2 separate regions of the Gossypium arboreum genome follow, and region 2 is linked to region 1. Evidence: chromatin contacts called from public Hi-C data. All regions are on one chromosome and are shown on one strand. Each heading gives the region's core, a stretch centred on a gene start, on an enhancer-like site or on the middle of the called end of the contact. The rest is flanking DNA. Distances are from core to core; before and after follow the strand shown.

Region 1 (5,420 bases), core at 1,725-4,224:
CAATTTAAAATTTTATTGGTGTATTAAATAATTTTTATTGTGGATTTAATACCTATACTTTAATTTGATTAATTTTAGCCTTTATAATTTTTGAATTGGCCAGTTTTAATCTATCTAATCTTGAATTGGTTAATTTTAATCTTTATACTTTTTAAATTTTTAAAATTCACTCCTGACCAAATAGTAGCAATTGAATTTGTTTGATTAAATTTTGTTATTAGTCCTATATTATGTGTAAAGTTGTGAATTTAGTTTATGTTCTCCAACTAAATCATTGTTTTGTTATATTTTTTAATTTTATAATTTTAGTCTTAATACAAACAACAATTGTTAAATTTATTATTATTTTTAAGTAATACTAGGAAATAACAACTTGACTAGGGATGAATCTAGAGGAGACTGTCAAATTACAATTTAACCTCATAAATTTTGAAGAATTTTATTTTAATCCTTATCATTAATAATTAAAATATTGTAATTTATGTTTGACATCTCAAATTTTAATTTTAACTTTTCCTCTATTTAGCTTTTAACCTTTTTAAATTGAATTTTTTTATCGAATTTATAATTTTTTATGATAAACTTAGTAACAAATCACATTAATTTTATTAACTTAATAACTCTATTGCATTTTCAATCAATTGAATGATTTATATGATACAAATTTTGCATTTCACCTTTTTAATGTATGTAGCCTTATGTTTTATTTTGCAATATGAAATAATTCTATGCCTATTTTAATTATTTCATAATGAGAAATTTAAAACACTTGAAAATTTAAAATTTTATTTCATTATGAGCAATTAATAAATAAATTTAACTTTTAAATTTAATAGTTTCATACTCAAATTCTTTAGGGATGGATAAAGCAAAGTTTGATAGTAAAATATTTTACTTGTACAAAGCACAAATTACCAGCCAATAAACATTTCGAATAATTCTAAATGTGTTTTATAATTAAATTTAAATGAATATATTTGTAAATCTTTTGTAAATATTTTACATTGTGGATTCTTTTACCCTTTAATCATTTTTTGACTTCGCCTTTAAACTTGATGTGGCATTAAAAATACAATAATATGCTTGATGCATCATATTTTGAAAATAATAAAACTTAGTTTAAGGAATTTAATAACTACCATTTAGTGAGAGTTAAAATTTTTAAAGTACAAAGATTGAAAAAGTCCAAATTAAGGTACATAGACTGAATTCATAAATTATGCATAGTACAAAAACTAATAGGAAAATTTAACTAAATTAAATATTAACACACTACTTTTTTTGGCTTGCCCTGTAAGATGCATTACAGTTAGGACCTGTTTGTTGTTTTTTTTCTCAATAAAGATGATTATAACAAAGAAGGAACAGACACAATTCAATTGTCTGAACACGTAAGGTTCAAAGATTGTTTTGCTATCCAATCTGCTGCCTTCACTAAAAATATGATTATAACATTACATTGGAGGCAAGAAGAAAGAAGATGATGAATATAGTAGACAATTACATCCACTTGCCATGGAACCTCACCTCACATTTGTCATCAAGGGCATTAATTAAACTCAAGCTGTCTGATTCGATGCATGTTTGATTCTTGATTGATTCAGAACCAAGCCTCAATGGTTGCGCTTCAGCCACTGATGTTAATTCATATAATGCAAAGCTTCACTCATGTTTAGACAAATTAAAGATACAATCTCATGGAGTTTTGCTTCATATGTAACACGTAGTAGTTAAGAAGCAACAGATAGTGTAGAATAGGAGTACTGGGGGTGTCTTGGATCCTTCAATTACCGGGTGTGTCAGATGCAAGGAAACACTTTTTTGACCTAAAATTTACAATCCAGTGGGAGAGAGTTCCTGGTTTAGATCCCCATAAAAATATTGGTTCCACTGCTCGGTTTCCAATCATAATTTTGATGATTCCAGGTAGGGTCCCTGACAAGACACATGATTCACTTATATGACAACCCATATCTATAATTCTATATACTTCATTTATTTATTTCTTTTTTTCTCTTTTCCATGAAGGGATTGAATCATCTCTAACAGAATTGGTTTCTAGGAGCCATTGATAAGATGGATATATGTGGTGAACAACTGAACATGTCATGCAAGAAAACACAAGCCAGCCTCGCTTAACCCAAATATTGAATTTGTGTGGTGATGACTTTGAAACCATATCCAATTATATTCCACAACTCTCATCATCATTACTTTCTATGGAAAGAAACAAACTTGGTTTTGTTTCAGCCTACTCCCACTCCTCGTAATATTTGTCTTAAAACCCTATGGAGAAATAAAAAGCTGCAAACAGTGCATTGGCAGCCTGGAATCAACCAGGGGGGCGTCAGCTAAATACATACATTTGAGGGGAGTGTAAATCTACCCTTTTCTCTTATTTGGTGCATATCCCCATGTGTAATGCCACCTAAAATCAATTCTAACAACTTGCATACCACTATTATCTATCATAGAATAATGTGTGGATGCCCCCCCACCCTATCAAAATAGTGTCTACCTTAGGATCTCTTGGCAATGGCAGTATTAGGGGATCTGTAAAGAGGAGATATTCATGATTGCAACTTTGTCCTATTCTTTCATGGAAACTTAAGATTTCTTTTCTTAATCATTTATCTTATTTTCTTCCCATTCCATCTGCCTCATCTTAATGGATGTGCTGACCAGGCCTTCTGCATTAACATATGTACACTAAACTAATACTAAAAAAAAAACCCTTGTGATTGGGTTTTGAAATCTCACAAGAAATTGTTTAATGGTTTCCATAACTTAGTGATGGGAAAAGTAGGGACTTGTAGATTATAGTTATAGGTAGTATTGACCAGCAATAGCCGCAGCTAATCTCACAGCTAAGTAGACAACACCACGTGTGTAGGACCACCACAGTCTCTACTTCCCTCACATTTCCCTTCTTTTTTTTTCTTCTTATTTTTGGAGAGATTTTTTATTATACGTCATTTCCAAAAAAGCCTCCAAGAATATGTTATTTAATCATTTCCCCTCCCCCCTCCTGCTCTCATCAGCAGTTCCCTAGAAACATATTCCAGCTGAGAGAGAGAGAGACTAGAAGGGCCTAGGCTTTTAAATATGAGAGCATGCCCCATAAGTTGCACAGCGGTATGCTCCATGCCTGTGTTTTCTGAGTATTCTCATTGTCTTCGCTTAAGCTGATAAGGTTGCTTTTAATTCAGTTCAAAGAAAAGAGACAATGGCTCTATTGGCTTTGTCATCTCTTTTCTTAATCTCTTCAATGACTCTAAGCTTTCTTTTCCTTTTTATTGCTTTTCATAGGTCAAACAGCAGTTCAGCACATGCTCTAGAAAACCCAAAGACGTTAATCAAATGACAAGAGGTAATCCTTGCCAGCTGCCAGGGATGTTGCCGAATTATGATCCGAACGATAATGAAGCTGGCATGAAGATACTGGAGGACCTTACGGAAAATGTTGAACAAATACAGCAGCGGGTATTAGAGGAGATAATAACACGAAATGCGCGTACGGATTATCTTAAGGGCTTCCTGGATGGACAGTTTGACAAGCAAGTTTTCAAAAAGACAGTTCCAGTGGTGAATTATGAAGATATCAAACCTTATATTGAGCGAATTGCCAATGGGGATTCGTCAAACATCATTTCTGCTGAACCAATCATTGAGTTGCTCACAAGGTATACATACATGTCGTTGCTTTTTTATCTGTTTTTTAGTGACGAATCTATATGATCATATATTTTGATGCTTACTCCTGGTGAATACCATTTATCTTTTTCTTGATGAAGCTCCGGTACTTCTGGTGGGCAGCCAAAGATGATGCCTTCAACTGCTGAAGACTTGCACAGAAAGACATTCTTTTATAATCTGCTTGTGCCAGTGATGAACAAGTAAGAAGCTTATCTTACCTCCATTTCTGTTCTTTTTTCTCTTACATATTTTTCCTGTTAAAAAGAAGCTTAGCTCCTTCCAATTCTGTTCTTTGGTTTCATTTGTCACAAAAGATCCCGACTTGTTAAATTGCAGGTATGTAGACGGCTTGGACGAAGGAAAAGCAATGTATCTTTTGTTTGTTAAGCCGGAGACTAAAACTCCCTCCGGTCTAATGGCGAGGCCTGTCTTAACAAGCTACTATAAGAGTAATAATTTCCAGAATCGACCCTTCAACCGCTTCAATGTTTTCACTAGTCCTGATGAGACCATCTTGTGCTCTGACAGCAAGCAGAGCATGTACTGTCAACTACTTTGCGGTTTAGTACAACGACAAGAGGTTTTAAGAGTTGGTGCAGTTTTTGCTTCTGCTTTCCTACGGGCCATCAAGTTCTTGGAAGATAATTGGAAAGAGCTCTGCTCCAACATTAGAACGGGTCATGTCAGTGATTGGATCACTGACCCCGGTTGCAGAAAAGTAGTATCACTAGTTCTAAACAAACCCAAACCGGAGTTAGCCGACTTGATCGAACATGAATGCAGTAGTAAATCCTGGGAAGGGATAATTAAGAAACTCTGGCCTAGAACAAAATACATTGAAGTTATTGTTACAGGTTCCATGGCACAATATGTATCTACTCTTGAATACTACAGTGGTGGGCTACCTTTAGTTTCCACAATGTATGCTTCTTCAGAATGTTACTTTGGGATCAATTTCAAACCACTGAGCAAGCCCTGGGATGTCTCTTACACCCTTATCCCGAATATGGCTTACTTCGAGTTCTTACCTGTGAAGGAAAAAAACGAAGATGGAGCTCAATATGTCCAATGCAATGGTGTTTGCAAAGAAAATTGCATGGAAAAAGAGACCGAAAAGGAAGATGTTGAAACTGTTGAGCTCGTGGATGTTAAGCTTGGCCAGTATTATGAACTCGTTGTCACAACTTTTACAGGTTAGTTCTTGCCTTGTTATATGAAAATAAAACTGAAAAGTTTTCCAATTCAAAATGGAAATTGAACTGAACATATATCAATATAATTTTTTCCAGGCCTGTATAGATATAGAGTTGGAGACATTCTAATGGTAACTGGATTCCACAATAAAGCTCCTCAATTTCGATTCGTGCATCGGAGGAATGTCGTTTTAAGCATAGACACAGACAAAACCAGTGAGGAAGACCTGTTAAAGGCAGTGACAAAGGCAAAGGTCATTGTTGAGTCGCTTGGTATCCTCTTGATCGAGTACACTAGCTATGCCGACACTTCCTCCATACCAGGCCATTATGTGCTATTCTGGGAGCTCACAAGCAAAGGGAATAATCATCTTCCAGTACTTGATCCTAAGATAATGGAGCAGTGTTGCTCCACGGTGGAAGAATCTCTTGATTCTGTTTATAGAAGATGTCGGAGAAAGGACAATTCAATTGGACCATTGGAGATAAGAGTGGTGCAACATGGAACATTTGATGCACTCATGGATTTCT
Region 2 (5,420 bases), core at 1,746-4,245, 130 kb after region 1:
ATCCAATTTATCCCACATTATGATATGTTTTCTGTTTAATTACTCGGCTGCAAAAGGGAAATTTTTGCTCATGAACAAATCATGAATATTATATTAACTAGAAAATAAAATCCAGAGAATGCTCACAAATAAAATCAAAAGTTCCAAAACAGATCAAAATAGGCCAACATTTTAAAAAAGATAAATTAAAACTGCTAACGATCCCAGGTACATTATGTTTGCTATTCAACAGAAAGCTGTCGCCGCTTGTAACGAACCATCACCTTCCCTTTCACGCCAACCACCATAGCATTCCAGTCAATCTCAGGGAAAGGTGACACAAGCTCAAACTCGAAGTTCCTCAACAAATGGCTCCATATAGCCTTTATCTGAAGGTAAGCAAACGGTTCACCTAGGCAACCATGCCTGCCGCCTCCAAAGGAAATATACGAGAAAGCCCCTGCTGCCTTGTCTTCTTCCCTCCCAACACTGAATCTATCAGGATCATATGTGTCTGGATCCTTGTAAATATAAGGAAGCCTGTTTGCAAATGCTGGTGATGTTGCAACTATGTGACCCTTCGGGATGTCATACTCTTTCCCGTCTCGTGTTTTTACACTAAAATCACTGTGTGAGCTGCGCAGAAGTATAATCAGTGGAGGGTGAAGTCTCAGGGCTTCCTTAATGCACCGGTACAAGGTGTCCATCTCAGATAAAACATCATGATCAACATTGCTTCCATGCTTTCGCATTAGTTTTTTCTGCTCCTCCACCACTGCTGATAGGAACTCCTTATGACGAAGGAGATAGGCACCTGTCCAAGTTGAAGTAATGGAACTGGTATGCTGCCCGGCAAAGAGCGCAGCAATGAGCAAGCCAGTTATTTCAGTCTCTGTAGTTGGACGACCATCTTTGTACTTAGAGTCAATGAAGTATTGCAACATATCATTCTCGTACTTGCCAGCATTTTTACGAGAGGAAATGATATTTGCAAAGATTTCTGCAAGCTTCTTTCGAGCTTGATCACGACGGCGATGAGCAGGGATGGGCAGGTAAGGGAAGATAACACTGATAGGGAGCATGCCGTTATCAAGATCATGAAAGAGTGCAGACACATCATCGAAAAGCTTATCACGTACTTCTCGACCCAAAAGACACCTGCTAGCCGTTAAGATAATCAGATGCTCCAACTCATATTTGAGGTCCACCTCACCACTATCCCCCCATTTAGAGAAGTAGTCCTGCGCAATTCCATAATGAAGTTACACCATTGAACATATGTAACATGGAACCATTTATTCGGTAACAGAACATATCTCTTCAAATGTAGCAAGTGTTTATTATGCTTTATTCCTTTTTGTTCACAGGAGTAAACCAAGGAGTAGACTTTAAGCATGTTAAGCACAACAAATCATCAAGTAATAACGACCCTTCACACTCATCAAGGAAACAGTAGGAAACATAGATTTTATGCACGAATCACAAGAACACGAAATATGACATTGATTTTAAAGAAAGCAATATCAATGTTCAAAATAACTTTATAAGCATGTGCAGCTTGTATTTCACATAATCCACATTCCACAATGAAACAAACAAACCAATTTTACTTAACTGGATTCGTTTATCACCCACCAAACTACAATTTACTCGAAAACATAAATGCAAACTCCATGTCAGGTAAAACTTCATTTTCCCTAGTCAGATACTATGGAATTGTTGTCGCTTCTTTATGAGGGGTCAGATACGGGATCATCCAATAATGCACAATATATAAACAAGCACAACACGAACCAAATTCATAGCAAACTACTCACCTCAGCTTCAGTAACCATCTGATCTACATAACCCTTAAGTTTATTAACTCGAAGGGCCTCCGTAAAGAACCGGAACTGCTCTTGCCTTATTGAGTAATCCACATCAAACACCACACCAGGGCCGAAAGTCGGCACATTGAACTGATAAACTTCCTGTTGGCTGAGGTCTGATTCTGAAGCCTTAAAGAAGTGTGCTGAAACCTCAGGTCCGATCAAGAAAGTTATCTTCTTGTTAAACATGTTCAACGTGAAAACACTGCCGAGCTTTGGGTACTCCTCCCGGATCATCACGATGGGCCCTTTCATGAATCGAAGGAGCCCACCAATTACAGGCCAGCTTTTGATTACTGGCGGCACCTGCCTCTTAGATCTGGGCATTATGAGGAACGATATGAGTTTGGCCACTACTAGAGTGGCAACTATGAGAATACCCATGTTCAAAAACTTGTCGTCTGCTTCCATGGTGCCTCGGATTTGATAATTTCCTATCAGTAATCAGCTGAAAATCAAATAAAAGTAATAATTGTAAAACTTAAATATAAAAATTAAGCTAAGGAGAAGAATCTTTAATCAATACTGTTAGTCAAACGTTTGACTAACATGAGTCACTGAAAAAGAAAAGCAAAAGCCTAAATCGTTGTAGCAATCTTTCGTTATATAAAATTATTTTTTGCAGGAAAATCAACAAGAATGTGACGGAGAATCCAATGAAAGTTAACCAAAATGTAAGAAAATAAACCTTACAAATAATGTAGGAACCCAAGAAATTAAAGATAAAAAACGAAGAGATTAAAGCTAAAAAATGAAGATTAAGTACCTAATTTGAGATTCAGAATGCAGGAGATCGGCAAAGAAAAAGGAACAGAAAGAGAGAGTCACGTAGATTAAAGAGAAAAGTAACAAACTGGGAGAATCATTTTTCTTCTCTGAATTTCTCAGCACCGAGAAAAATGGTTAGACAAAGTTGGTTTTAGTGAGGGATTAGTGGAAGTAAGGAGTGTTTATATAATCGAACCGAGCCGTGATTTGTCCGGAGCCGGTTTGGGAGGCCGAGTTGCATGGGCGCTCGTTGATTCTGGTAAAACCTGTGGGTCACCAAAGCCAAAGGGGCAGTTTTGACGTTGACGTGGGGTCTTATAATTGGACGAGAGGACTTTGGTTGCAAAATTTATAATCCTTGCTGTTTTGTTTGGTTGCATACGATAACACGTGAGAAGTCGGGAGGAAAGAAATTTGATACATAATTAAGGGCAAAGGAACAAATTTAGGGTAAGTGGGAGGTGTCAGACCCAAATTAGAAAACTCAAGATCCCAATATCAAATCAACCAACTTGATTCATCCCAATTAATTAAATCCAAATTCATCCTAACAATCAAGATTTTAGTTTCTGGAAGACAGACATCTCTCGTTTCCGTTAATTGTATCAATTAAATCGAAAATTAATTAATATATTTATTTAGATTTAGAAATTTAACCAAATTTTGTGTAAATTTTTTATAAATTTTAAATAATTTATTTAATTGATACATGATGATATAACTGATTCGATTATTGATCTAATTTTTAAAACCATGTTTTGCAACTCCTGGGTAGTCTTTTATTTCCTTATTGGTGCTCAACTTCCTCCTTTCATCAGTCTTTGAGCTTTTGTTTTTTAAAGTAGCTTTTTTGCTCAATGGCCCAGCATTTAAATTTCGCCTGCATCGTGTCTCATTCTCCTTGTCTTGCGCCTTTATTGATTTAGTCCACCATCCTCTAATGTTGTCACACGCCAGCCCCTTTTCAGCTTTCGTCCGACACCTGGAGTCCAAACACATCCCCACTCCGTCTTGTCGCTTTTAGTCTCAGTCACCAGATTGCTTGGATCTCTGATCGGAGATCTCTAGATGTTGCATTTAAGCCTTAACCTTAAAAGTTTTGATTGTTACCATGGTTGTTGACTCCATATCAATGATGTTATAGACCAATAGACTGATCCAGAGAGTAACTAAAAACCATTTGGACTGTTTTTGGGAAATTTGGGTTTGTATTGCCTGGACCAAGCTGAAAAATAAAAAGCCCAACCAACTCAAAACCATAAAGCCCAAAACATTTGTAATTTTCGGCCCAAAAGGAAAAAAAATGGTAATTAAAAGAGCAAAGGAAAAAATAAAAAATAAAACACTACTCCCTAGGCACCCACGCCACTCACTAGTCAATCCCTCCTAGGCTTAAGTTAGATGGGGTGTGTTTACCTCCGGGGAGGTTAAAAACAGCGATGGCAGTGAGATTAGTTACTGTAGCGGTAATATTGGATACTGTAGCGGTGAGATTAGAAACAATGATGGAGTGTGTGTTTGGATTCAAACGCAGTTGTAGCGGTGAGGTGAAAATAAAAATGACTATTAAGGACACCATATTAGAATTAATATATAATAGAAGTTTTTAAATTATTTTACTTATATAAAATTATTAAAATATGTGAATTTATAAATTTATTTAATAAAATATTAAAATTTATCTTCCAACATTTTATTATAAATATTTTAATGAATTTGGCAGAGGTATTTCTTCCCCGTTATCAGCAGAACTTGGCTGCCAAATCTGAAAAAAAAAATAAGATTGATAAAGAAACTTTCAAGGATAAAAAGGTAAATTAATAAATAAAAGTAATACCTCTGCTGTAATAGCCTAAATTTTCAGTGTTGTCGGAACAGTGATTCGAGATCACTAAATTGAAAAATGAGTAGAAAAATATTAATAATTTAGTGAATATAAGTTAAATGTGAAGTTAGAAAAATTTTTGAAATAGCGAATAGTGTACTAGAAATAAATATTAAAAAAAATTTAGAATCGAAAATGAGGTATCGAGAGTTTGAAAATTTTTAAAACGAGCCATAAATATTTTTATAAATATTTATGGAGTGTTAATAAGTTAGTATTAAAGTTTTGTCAACAAATTTTAAAGTTTCGATGGTTAATTGAATAAAAAGGACTAAATTGTAACAAATGTAAATTTATGAAGAATGATTAAATAGCTTAAATGATAAAAGAAAGAGAGTTTAAAAGGCAAATAGACTCAAGGTCTATTTGGGCTGGACGGCAAGGGGTTTAAAATCAGCAGGAAAATTGATGAATTAAGGGAAAAATTAGAATATTGCAAAATTAACTAAATAAAGCTAGGACTAAATAGGAAATATCTAGATTTCTCTTCATTTCTCTTCAATTCCAGCAGCTAAAAACGCCATAGGAGGGTTCTATAAGCTATTATTTCATAATTTTTGCACCAAGTGAGTTAATCCTTGCCTTTTTCTTGTAATTTTTGTGTTTCTAAGACTTTCACAACTAGGTCCTACTATTAAATTCCTTAGTTTTTTATTTCATGGATGAAATTGAAAGTCACCATGGTTGAGTGATGTAATTTTATGATGAAATAGAATGAAATTAAAGCATTAATTTGTTTATGAGATGATTCTATTAGGTAATTTCAATAGAAATTGATTTTTAGGACCTAATTGTGAAAATGTTTGGAATTAAAGTCTATTTCTGAAATTTTGATTCCTAAAGGTTGTAAACTAGTTAAAGGTGATAGAATAAAGTGCTAATTGAGAAACATCAGCTCCATTGAGAGGCTAATTGAGTAG

The links. A called contact is a pair of places that touch in the nucleus more often than the background predicts.
Region 2: a Hi-C map of leaf shows a contact between it and region 1, with 2.5 times the contacts expected there. The contact joins the promoter of LOC108476525 here to the promoter of LOC108461913 in region 1. A contact is called at or near these places in 2 of 5 Hi-C or Micro-C datasets (both in leaf).

The regions. Positions count from the first base shown.
Region 1 is chr3:8,511,104-8,516,523 of ASM2569848v2, forward strand. LOC108461913 (indole-3-acetic acid-amido synthetase GH3.17-like) reads left to right here and starts at 2,975. Exons shown (of 5, transcript XM_017761895.2): 1 at 2,975-3,135; 2 at 3,310-3,683; 3 at 3,795-3,896; 4 at 4,033-4,889; 5 at 4,986-5,420. The coding sequence starts at 3,106.
Region 2 is chr3:8,640,223-8,645,642 of ASM2569848v2, forward strand. LOC108476525 (sterol 14-demethylase-like) reads right to left here and starts at 2,996. Exons shown (of 3, transcript XM_017778748.2): 1 at 2,614-2,996; 2 at 1,797-2,281; 3 at 62-1,220. The coding sequence starts at 2,258. The coding sequence ends at 222.